Linked DNA regions of Mus musculus: region 1 is linked to region 2. Evidence: chromatin contacts called from public promoter capture Hi-C data. All regions are on one chromosome and are shown on one strand. Each heading gives the region's core, a stretch centred on a gene start, on an enhancer-like site or on the middle of the called end of the contact. The rest is flanking DNA. Distances are from core to core; before and after follow the strand shown. Region 1 holds the start of Sufu (SUFU negative regulator of hedgehog signaling). Region 2 holds the start of Morn4 (MORN repeat containing 4).

The links. Promoter capture Hi-C pulls out the DNA fragments that hold promoters and counts their contacts.
Region 1: a contact with region 2 is called in a promoter capture Hi-C map of pre-B cells, with 2.9 times the contacts expected there. The contact joins the promoter of Sufu here to the promoter of Morn4 in region 2. A contact is called at or near these places in 3 of 39 promoter capture datasets (cranial neural crest, pre-B cells and second pharyngeal arch cranial neural crest).

The regions. Positions count from the first base shown.
Region 1 is chr19:46,393,860-46,400,430 of GRCm38.p6, forward strand. Sufu (SUFU negative regulator of hedgehog signaling) reads left to right here and starts at 3,037. Exons shown (of 12, transcript NM_001025391.2): 1 at 3,037-3,425. The coding sequence starts at 3,244. It overlaps Actr1a (ARP1 actin-related protein 1A, centractin alpha), which reads right to left and starts at 1,882. Exons shown (of 11, transcript NM_016860.2): 1 at 1,771-1,882. The coding sequence starts at 1,818.
Region 2 is chr19:42,084,171-42,089,790 of GRCm38.p6, forward strand. It overlaps Morn4 (MORN repeat containing 4), which reads right to left and starts at 2,200. Exons shown (of 5, transcript NM_198108.2): 1 at 2,027-2,200.

The DNA.
Region 1 (6,571 bases), core at 1,787-4,286, 4.3 Mb after region 2:
GATCTCACTTCCTTACCCACAAGGGTTAAAAAGTCTACTGAGGCTAGTGAGGAAGACAAAAAACCAAAGCAAACCAAACCAAACCAAACCAAACCAAACCAAAACCAAAACAAACCCCCAAAGTAACACATTTAATTAACCTTGCTCCCACCCCCTGCTTCCAACAATGCCACATCTTAGAGGCTGGCTTCAAACAATGACCTTGCATTTCTGACTTTCCTGCCTCCACCTCTCTAGTGCTGGGATTCCAGACCCGGACCACTATACCTGATTATACACCAAAAGTTTATGCTGTGCTGAGGAGGGAGCCCAGGATTTCACGCATGTCAGACAAGCAATACCATCTGGGCTATACACCCCAGCCTCAGCCTCCCTTTTAAAAATTCACAACAAATAAAACCGCCTTCCTTGAAGAACTTGGAACCAGATTCCTGTGTGAGTCTTGGATCTTTTTTGTGAGTCTTGGATCCTTAACTCCTAAAGTGGGTGGTTTGAAAAACCTCCCCAATCCTCCTGTTCCTGCATAAACAGGAGAAAGCAACCTCTATCCACCTACGACACAAAGAAAAGGACCTAGTGGCATGTCCAGGTCCCAGAGGGCCGGAACATCACAGTGACTCTGAAAAGGTCAGCCTAGGTCAGAGGGAACTGGTAGTTTGCCTCAGGGGAGGGACCCAGAAAGTAGGAAGATTCTAACCAGTGTGGGAGGGACCAAACCTTTGAGTGAAACTCAGAAATTAAGACAAATGTCCCTCCTCATAAAAGCAATACTTAAGTTCTTTCTATTTGTCTTTATCGATGCATGTGTGGAGCGGTGCTTAGCAAAGGATTGCCATTTAGATAAGGCGATGAAGTTGTGGGGCACCATTGCTGTATGACCTTGGTCACCTCCACCTTCCGTGTTCGTACTGTGAAAAGAGGGGCAAACTTCCTCCTTAACCATTCACTTTTTGGGAGGCTTCGACTTGCATGTTGGTGCAAAGCGTCCTGGAAACGCTAGCGCACCTGACAACCACTGTGTCTGATAATCCCCCTGCCTCTCACCTGGGCACTGCAAACATCAAAGCATCTCGCCTGCTTTGTCACCCCCCTTTCTTCTTTACCTTGACTAACTATAATTTATAATCACAAAAATAACTGAAATCCCATGGCCATTTCTGGTACCGGTTTGTCCGGCCCCACCCAGATACAGTTCACTAAATTGCCCCTCCAGCTCACACCCAAGGAAACTGTCCTTTTTCACCGGTGGACCAGCCATCGCCTTCCGCACCCTGAGTTGCCGAGCCAATCCCTACAGCTCTACTGCACGGCACCGCCCCTTACAGAAGGGAAACACTATGGCGACCGGAAGAGCGACAAGCGCCGGAGCCAATGACTGCGGAGTGCTGTTCTAATCCGGCAAGGCCCAAAGGCGGGACCAATAGGCTAAGATAGACAGCAAGAGTAGCCAATTGAGTGATGGAAAACCAGAGCGAAGGCGGGTGTCGGGCTCTAAGAGAACGGTTAAGGCCCCCTGAGCCAAGGGTCCACGGACCCTTCCCGGGCTACAGCTCTTTCCTTTGTCTACCCTCAAATTCTCCATTACACGGATGTTGGCTGGCCGCCCTGCCTTCAAACTATGGATGTGAGGAGGACGCGGGCGGCGGCAGCTGAACCCGCCTGACAGGCCGAGCCAGTGACAAAGAGCTGGCGGCCTAGGCTGAAACCGCGGAAACAATCCTTCCTGGAGGAGAACACAGTCCCTTTAAAGATAGGAAAGATGCTACTCACGTTGTCGATCACAACAGGCTGGTTGGCGATCACATCGTAGGACTCCATGGCAGAGGAATCTTTCCCTCCGAGGAAGGAACTGCCAGCCCGGTCCGCAGCAAACGCCACTGACACGCATGCGCAGTCTAGTCGCCGGTACTGGGCATCCAGGGAGCCGCCCGACCTCGCCTCGGAGGAACTACAATCCCCAGCATTCTTTGCCCCAGGGCTTGCGCTCCAAACCGGGTCCCAGCCCGATCGGATTTAGGAGATTGGACAGTGTATTTCCTACACATGGTGGGGTCTGTAGTGTTTGTAGATTAAAGAGCCACAGTGTTGATGATTATCTTGCATGACTGGATTTGAGATCCCTTCGAAGGGGTTTCCAGTACACTCTTAAATTTTGGAGTCTGAAGTACTTGTGAGTAGTTGGGTTTGGATTTGTCAGTACTTCAGGGGCGGTTGAATTTTACAGAGTAGTTCTATCTCTCAGCCATTCCTTCACTTGGGCAATACAAACCATTAATAAACATCTGTCGCTCAGTGGTAGAATGCTTGCCCAACACATATCCCAGCAGCACCGGGAGTGGTGCTGGAAGCCTTTAATCCCACCTCTTTCGAGGCTAGTCTGGTTTACAGAGTTCCAGGACAGCGAGGGGCTATAGAGAAAAACCCTGTCCCGAAAAACAAAAAAATGAAACAAAAAGCAAAACAAGACAAAACCCATGAAGCAAAAGCCAATGGAGGTTATAAAAAAATACCTGTACGTTGGATGCCACAAAACCACGGGCCTAAAATATCATCTAAAGGTTTAGAAATTGTTTTATTATTTTTCTTGACCTTGATGGATGACAACATCCAGGCGAAGAGAAAGAATAGGTAAATTTTTTTTAAAACAGCCAGGCATTTTCCCCAGGCACATTTCGAGTTACCCTTTTTGTCAATAGTTCCAAGAAATATTAGAGTTGTAACATTAATAATAATGACATACTGTCTAATGAATTAGTTGTCAAGCTTATCTTAAAATTGTGTATTAGTAAAACAATATTAAGCGCTTCTTAGTAGTTGTGTAGAGCTTTCATAGGACCCTGGCGCCTCAAGGTACCAAGTCTCTGTTCTAAACTGGGTTCCTCCTAACACTAGGGGGAGGCCAAGATCCTTGGGACGCTCCCAACCCAGGGGCAGGGAGGCGGAGTCTATTGTCAAGTCACGCCTTCCCCACTTGTGACTGGCAAAGACACTAGCCAATAGGTGTCAGGAAAGGGCACGCTGACGCCCCGCCCCTTGGAGCTCCCCGCGGTCCCACAGCATCCTCTGGCCGACGTCTTGAAGGCTCCGGCTTGGGCGGACGGAGCCTCGTGCGCAGGCGCGGAGTTAGACCTCGCCGTAGCCCCCATCGCCTCGGGGAGTCTCATCCACAGTGGGTCCGCTGGCCCATAGGGGCGCTTTCCCTCCTCTACCCTCCCGGGTTCTCCGCGCGCCCTACGCGCCCCAATGGCGGAGCTGCGGCCTAGCGTCGCCCCCGGTCCCGCCGCGCCCCCGGCCTCTGGCCCTAGTGCCCCTCCGGCCTTTGCTTCACTCTTTCCCCCGGGACTGCACGCCATCTACGGAGAGTGTCGCCGCCTCTACCCTGACCAGCCGAACCCGCTCCAGGTTACCGCTATCGTCAAGTACTGGTATGCTCTGGGCCTCGGGAGGACGGGGTCCGGCCGGGAAAGCTTCGAACACCCGGGACGAAGTAATTTGCAGAAGGGGGAGGAAGAAAACGGTTTAAGTACTGGGGAACCAGGAGCTTCCTGGTGCTGTGGAAGGAGTTAGGACAGAAGTTGGGAATGGGGACAAAGGGTTAATGGATCCCTTGAGTAGTGAGGGGTTAACCCGGATTAGGACAACCGAGAACTGGGGGTGTATACAGAAGCGGAGGGGGGACTGTAAGAGCGAACTGTAAACGTGGAGAAAGGAGGGGGCGCCTGTGGTGGGTCATTAGTGGGCTTGGGGGAGCCAGGGGGCGGCTGGGGTGGGATGGGGGGGGGAGTGAGGCGGGGCCTGGAGAGCATTTGAGAGGGCTTTGGAGGGCACAAGACCGCGTAGTCTAGGGCGGTCCGGGAACCAGGACGCCCCTGTGGGTTAGGAGGGAGCAAGATGAGGGCATTGTGCCTTTGATGAGGGAAGAGTTGAGGAGAGGCCTTCTTTCAGTCTTCTTTCGGGACCTTCCCGAGCGCAGGAGCTTCTGTCATTCAGTGCGAAGCTGTTGCTCTTGAAGTTTGACAGAGCAGCTCTTCCAGATAAACTTTTTGCTTACTCTGCACAGTTCTCTTTCTCTCTGCAGAGCTTGCTTCTGGCTTTGCAGCTGCTTTAGCTTTAGGACGTTAGTTAAGAACAGGTTTCGGGAGAGCCAAGCATTAGCTCGGGATTGAAGGGGATCATAGCTCGCCACCAGGTGCGTGACAGAGACCTGAGTGGGCAGGAGGAATGAAGAAGCGCATTCTGTCTTGTCTTCGTGATTTCAGCCGAAGTTTAAAGATGCCCTGTAAAAGATCAGTTTCCAAATGGGCTGGCTGTCTTTGGGGGTAGAAATGGCACTTTCTCGTCTCCTATTCTTTTTTGCATCCTGTTTCTTCAGTCAGCCTTCAGACAAAACAGGTGTTATGAGACAAGTCCTTGTGGTCTTTCTGAACCAAAAATAGATTCAGAGGTGGCCACATTCAGGCAGGCAGTCGTTGTATTGTATGATCCTGAAAAGTTCCTTGCCTTGGGGTATTGGCAAATGGTGGTCCTGAAGTGAGGGATGCCTTTGCAGGTTACACACCCTTTAAAGCTGAATCTTTTTCCTATGTGGCATCCTCTTATTGCCTCTGGAGATGGGAGATGGGCTGTAGAGAGCTGAGGTTACCCCCCCCCCCCGTGTGTCACTGGGATAATAATGCAAAGGAAACTGACAGCCAGGAGGGTCTGGGGACCAGCCTGTCCGGGTAGCCAGGAGCCATGCTGGCAAGGCATCTGTGCAGGGCAGCCTAGTTCCTGGCTGACTAGTGTTTTGAAGATTGCTTCTGAGTGGGTAGTGGCTCTTGCTAACTTAATCACCCATTTCAATGGCACCTCTGTATTAGTTGTGATGAACTTGTCCCATGTCATGAGAAAAACGGGGCTGACCTTGCCATACTGTTTGCTCTGATCTTGTTTAAGTGTGAGGGAAAGTCCCTGTGCAGAATAGGGGGCACCTGGTTTTATGTCACCTACATGGTCATCAAGACAGAGTTGCCTGTTAGAGGTATGGAAGCAAAGACCAAGGGTAGTTATACTATTTTCTTTCTGTTATAAGCTTTCAGTGAGGCTGTATCCCCAGAAGTAGACCAGAATGTGGTAACAAATGAAAAGGCATGTACAACACTTTGTGAAGTAAGAAATGCTACCTAGATGCAGGAATCTAAGAGGAACCAGCTTAGGAACTGGTTCTTTCTAAGACTCAAAGGGAGTTGCAGAATTGAGATACTGAAGTTTATTCCTATCCCTCATGTGTAGGATCTTACCAGCCCCTTCAGTTCTCACAGCAGTATGACTGACTAAACTGCTTGGGTCTGGTTATGGGCTTTCTTTGGGGGTTTGAGGGGTAGCATTTTAGCTAGTGGTCCCTGACCACCAGGAAAACTCTGGCTGTTTGATAGTTGAGATAGCCGAGCAAGACAGAATCAAAGTAGGGAGGCAGAGCCTGGTGTCTTGTCCTGCAACTAACTACCCTATAGAGAGAAAGAAAGAAAGTGTTCTGGGAATTAAGGTAAGGGATCCCCTGGGCCCTTGGACCGCATCTCTTCCTAAGTGTAAAATCTGATTTTTTCCCCCATCCATCTGACTGAGTATATGGCTAACTTTGCTTGATTCATAGCCATTCTGTGACACTTCTTAAAGCCTCTTCTCGATGTGCCCTCTCTTGGGAGGCTGTCTGCGGGAGCTGCAGTGTGCCAGCAGTCGGGCAAAGGACAGAAAGCACAGTGCGACTGCTTGTTGCTGGACGGACCTAGGCCACATCAAGGGCTGTGGGAGATTGGCAGCAGAAGTTGGGGGAGAATATGGAATCTTTCTTTTTTAGGGTTCTACAGCCTTAATGGGGTCCCTTTCTTTCCTCTATCCATCCCAAAACCATTTCTAAATCCAGCTGGTTATGGGTTTAGTCAAATGATTTGGTGAAATCACAGTTAAAGACATAGAGATTTGTCCCTTTACCTAACTCCCTTGGGCAGATCCTAAGCTATTTTAGTGACTTTCTTTCTTATGACTTCTATAAATAACTTAGCCTCCCCCCTCCCCCAAGAATAAGGATTTTAACAAAGGCTAGTAACATCCTGGCAAAGAGGATGAAACCAGACTTACTGGTTTTAAAATAGGGTTTGAATTGCATGGTCCTGGCACACTTGCTGGGATCTCTTGTACTATGTCTTTTATTTGGTCGTTAGCTTTCCCTCAGTAGTTTAGCCCACTTGCAGAGTGCACTCCTGTCCATGTTCCAGGGGCAGGCAAAGGCCAACTCCACTCTGTGGTCTGTGGAGTGGTCCACGTGAGGCGGCTCAAATGCCGAGTTTATGGGCTCGCTGCACACTTTCTTCTGCTGAGGGGTTTCATTTAGTGTGCTTTACAAGTCTGCTGTTTTCCTGTCCATTCCGAGGGAACGCAGGTTTTAGTTGTTGCTGTTTGTTTTGGTTTTCTTAAACACTAATTGCTAAAAGAGCTTTTGTTGAATTCAATCTTCAACTACTTCTCTGCTGGATTTATGGGGAAATTTAATGTGATCCTTAGGAGCCTCAAATCGTGAGATGTCCCAGCTCTT
Region 2 (5,620 bases), core at 950-3,449:
AGACGACTCACATTCCCACAGAGCCCTTTCTATACTCGTGATAGACAAGCTGCAAAAGACCAGTCCGAAACATAATCTAAAAGTACTATTCTGTCTCTGTAATCCGAAGTCCTAGGACCGTGCAAAGGAGACCATATCCTTTGATATTTTACTTAAAAAAAAAAAAAATCCATGGATGGCTCCAAATAAAACCCAAAGACAGGGCTGGTGAGATGGCTCAGCGGGTAAGAGCACCCGATAAGAAGTTGTTTTCATTTTTTAAAAGTGCTTTAAATTCATGTGTTTCAATGTGAACCTGCATGAGTGTATGTATGCTACGTGTGTACAAGAGCCCATGGAAGCCCGAGAGGACTTTAGATGCCCTGGTACTGGAGTTACAGGTGCTGCGAGCCACCATGTAGGTGCTAAGAACTAATTCCTGGCTAGTAAACACTATTCACTATTGCTGAGCCATTTCTTGTGTGTCTCATTGTCTCCCCACCCCTCATAAAACCAAGCTTACTAAAGAACATTTATGTATTTGCAGCAACTTTTGTCTAAATTAAGAAGTTTTTGTTTGTTTTTTGAAAGAGGATCTATGTAGTCCTTGTCCTGGAACTCACTATGTAGACCAGGCTGGCCTTGAACTCACAAAGATCTACCTTTGCGTCCTAAGGCTCCACCATGTTCAGCTTAAATTAAGAAGTTTTAAAACAAAATAACCGGCTGGTGAGATGGCTCAGTGGGTAAGAGCACCCGACTGTTCTTCCGAAGGTCCAGAGTTCAAATCCCAGCAACCACATGGTGGCTCACAACCATCCGTAAGGAGATCTGACTCCCTCTTCTGGAGTGTCTGAAGACAGCTACAATGTACTTCCATATAATAAATAAATAAATAAATAAATTAAATTAAAAAAAAAAGAGTGTACAAGTCACCGGGCAATGGTGGCACATGCCTTTAAAAAAAAAAAACAAAAAAAAAAAAACAAAATAACAACAGTTCCCCCCTCCAATCTACGAATAATCATATCCCAGTTAGAGACTGTTTGGAAGTAGCCACCCAAACTACTCACACAATCTCCAAAATGTCCCCAAAACCACTTTCTTGGGTTGGCAATCTTTTAGTTATAAAGGAAGCAACCAAAAACAAACAAACAAACAAACAAAAAAAACAAAAAAAGGGAAGCAACCTTGGGTTTTTAGAACCCTAAGAGGAGAAAAAAAATGAAAGCTTTGATGAACAAATATTAGGAAACTGGAAATACTGTTTTATAAAATGTGTTTTTAAATGAATATGAAATAATTAGGTTTTGAACTTTATAATTCGAATCCCCTTCCTAGCTGGAAAGTAAACAGGGGCATTGTTACTATAAGCAGGTCTTATTTAGGAAGAATGTGGGATAGTTAGATGCAAAAAGATGAAAAGAGAACACTGGTACAGGAAGGTTTTTAAAAACACGATGAACCAAGAGTGGTGGACTCTCCGAAGTAATATTGTCTGGACACTATTTTATGCCAAGGGAAAGGAGAATGCCTGTGCTGGGCTCTAATAAAGCGAAGTTACTCAGGTTGGTACCTAAGTTGTTTGTGGATGCGGAATTGCAGAGATGACAATCCATTTCCCAAGCCTCAGTATGTGGGACCTCTCCCTACCTGTGGCACAGACGCGCCCTAGATTAAACAAAGCCCCAGACTTTCACCAGGCAACCCAGTCTTCCACTGCATTTTTCATCCCAGCCCGGCTCCGTCCTTTTTTGGGGGGGTCGGCCCCCACCACACAGGCTCTTCAGGCTCTCATGGGTCTGGCATTCCCTCCAGACACAGCCTGGCACACCCCTCTCGATAACCAGTGTTCTGTGTTCTCCGGGGCTACAACCTCTGGATCGAAATTCCAAACCCAATTTTGGGGTCCCACTCACAGCCACCTTCTGGTCAGTACAGCCAGGACAGAGGCTCGCTCCCTAGCCCAGTCACCTGCTTGCCGCCTTAGTCCCTACCTGGTGGACCGCACTCCCAGGTCCTCCTCCCACCCGCGTCGCGAGCCTACCTGAGCTTGGCTTCTGGGCGACGACTGTCACGCCCCAACGCGATGCGGGTCTCCAGCAGCTAGGATCTTTGCTGCTCTGGGCTCCCAACTGCCACTCTCCCCTCCGCCACCTCCACCCGCCTCAGCCACACTGGACGCCGCCATCCCTGACGGGCCGCACTGGGCACAATTCCTGCTGTTCATTGGCTGTTACCTAGGCAACCGCGAGCAACGCCACTCCCCATTGGTCCAGCCCTCTTTCGTGCCATCTTTGTGAGGGGCCCAGTGTTTTGGGAGTCTGGGCCAAAGATCTGAAAGAGAGGTGGGGCTGAGCCGGCTGTCCAATCTCATTAGTCCCAACAGAAAACAAGGACCCAGGTTTCCCCTCTCCAGAGACCTCCAGGCATAAACTTTAATCCTAAATAAGGCTGAACAAGTGTTCAAAGTGGCTACCCTCTCTAAAGGTTGTGATTTTTAGATGCATGAACAACTCCACCGCTAAGTATGAAGAGAAAACCTAAACCGTGCTTTAGAAGCTCAGCTTTGTAATTAATGATGCGCTGCACATTTGCATTCATAGGGAATCACTGTGTTCCACGTCTTCTGTATTTAAAATATATTGCTATTATTGGAGCAAATCTTCCCAAATACTGTTCCCGAATGTCTGTATAGCTGTATGTTTATTTATTGAAGTGCGTGTGGGCAGCAAGTTCTTCAGGGCTTGGGAAGCCAGGGTTGTCCGTCGTTGCTTCTCTCATGGAACTCATATGACATGTGTGAGGCATTGAAAGACAAAGCAAATGGCTTCAAATAGCTTTTTGGATTGGGATTTCTTCAGCTGCAGGTTAGAAAATGGTAATGATGAAAATAAGGGTGGCTTTTCAGGACCTGTATGAGAACATAACGCCAAAAGAACGGTAGTTTGAAGTTAATTTGAAAAGATTTGATTTCTGTGTTCAAATCCTATCTTCGCTACTTACAAATTGTGTATGTTTTTGAGTAACTTAGTGAGCTCTCTGGCCTGTAAAATAAGATCAGACCAATAAATTCAATATGGTATTAATAATACTCACTAGGTAATATAAGCTAAACTGTGGAATAGATTGTAGATTAAAGTGCAGTCATTGAGTCGGGCGTGGTGGCGCACGCCTTTGATCCCAGCACTCGGAAGGCAGAGGCAGGCAGATTTCTGAGTTTGAGGCCAGCCTGGTCTACAAAGTGAGTTCCAGGACAGCCAGGGCTATACAGAGAAACCCTGTCTCAAAACAAAACAAAACAAATAAGTGCAGTCATTGAAAAATAGAATGTAAAGAAAGGGATCTCTTTAGAACTTGTGTTAGGAAATATGAAGAAATGAGATTAAATCACAGATTATGTGAGACCAAATTATGGAAAGACCTATAAATTTGCAACAACAACAACAAAAGCTTGCAAAATGTAGTTTCTTTGGCCAGCAAGATGGTTTGTTGGTTTGTTGGTAAGAACAAATTACCTTGTCTCCTTGGGACACAGCATCCAACATCATTGGAGTTATAATGGGAGTTAGTGAAGCGAATCCATGTAAGATACAACGCCCAGCACATACTTAGCACTGGGTAAGCGCTCTCCATGTGTATTTCGACATAGACTTACCTAAAAGAGAAACCTAGTCCCAAGTGGCAGACACAGAAATAAAGTTTGAGGGGAAAACTCAGAATTCCAGGGAGAACTCAGAATCTTGGATCTTTCCTTGCCCATAATATTAAATCCATTAGCTAAATGAGATGAATGATATCAAATACTATTTCCATGGTTCTGAGAACCCATTATATCACTACATGAGTTAGGTAGACATCGCTACATAGCTACTTTACCTATAAAAGGCCATTGAACTCTATATAGATCTTTGGCCAGGATGGTGTATTTATTTTTTGTTGTGTTGGAGGTGAACACAGGGTCTTCTATATGGTAAGCAAACACTCTACCACTGGGATAGCCTCTCAGCCCTGGAAGGATTCATTGGAAAAAAAGAAGTTGGAGACATTCTCACACATACAACTAAACAATAGCTCTTTCGGTTCAGTACTTCTCTCGAGTCGGAATAATAATTTGACTCAAGAAAGTAGGCTGATGGGGGCTGGTGAGATGGGTCACCAGGTTGGCACTTGTCACCAAGCTTGACAACCTGAGTTTAATCCCTGGGACTCACATAGAAGTGAGAACCAGTTACTGTCCTCTGACTACCACACATGCACACACACGAGACACACGTGTACATGCGATCATTCAAAAATGAAATAAACGGAAAACATTAAGGTGATTATGTGATTGGTCATCTTCTGTGAAAACTTCTGCTTGCTGGTGGTTCTGAGATGAAAAACAAAAATCCCATTAATCATAATCTCAGCAGTTATGAAAGGGGATGTCTGTGGAAGGCTTTTTGTGTCCTGATTATAGGTAAGGGTGATTACTGTCATTTTATAGATGGGGAACTTTAGAAAATTTAAAAATCAACTTCTTAAAAAAAGCTAATAATTTATAGAACAGAGCTTAACTTCAAACATCTCTGATTTCCAAGCCCATGTTTTTATGTATTACATTTTACACTATAATTGTATTGAAATTATTTATTTTATTATTTATTTTATATGCATTGGTGTTTTGCCTGCACTCTGTGCCTGTGCGAGGGTGTCAAATTCACTGGAGCTTGAGTTACATAGACAACTGTCATGTGGGTGCTATGCTCTTACCTACTGAGTCATCGCTCCAGTCCCTCCTTATTATTATTATTATTATTATTATTATTATTATTATTATTATTATTATTATCATTTTCTCTATTCTTCTGAATCTGTCTGTTTCTCTCTCTCTCTCTCTCTCTCTCTCTCTCTCTCTTCTCTCTCTCTCTCTCTCTCTCTCTCTGTCACTCTCTCTTCTGTGCCTGTCCGTGTGAAGGTACCTGAAAAGGCTTAAAGGAGGGTGTCAGATTCCCTAGAGCAAGGCTTAGAGGTTTTTGTGGCCCACCTGATATGAGTGCTGGGAACTGGTTCCGGTTCCGGTTCCGGTTCCGGTTCCGGTGTAAGAGCAGCAAGTGCCTTAGCTGTTCCTCCATGCCTGCAGCCTCTGTTCTGTCTCTAGGTTTAGAGTGGATGCGCTCTACATTGCACTCCTGCAAGCTCTGCCCTCTGAAGCTTCCGGATGTCACGTGCCCTCTGCTGGCTCACTAGGCCTTTAGTGTTTAGCTCTGCTTTTCCTCAGCCAAGCAGGGTGTCCTAAATAGGCTTTAGCCTTCTTCCTCCTTCACTTTGGCAATGCTCCCTGTGCATGGTATGCCTTTTCTTCCCTTCTCCCCTTGCAATTCAGCTACTTCCTTTAGCAGCTGGCTCTTGGTACAGACCCTGTATACGGCCTTTTCTCACGTTCTCAAGTCTATGAACTATTGCGAACTTTCAGCTAATATTGTTAGCTTTATATCTGTCTCCGGTGGTGCTTATACAGAGTGAGGACAAAGCTTCTTCCTTTTATTAATGAAAACGAGGACCAACTGTGTCTAGACATTCAGGTGAATAAAGTCACGGACTAATTTATTCTCAAGGGACCAAAGCTTTCCTCAATGATCAGATTTACATAGTATAT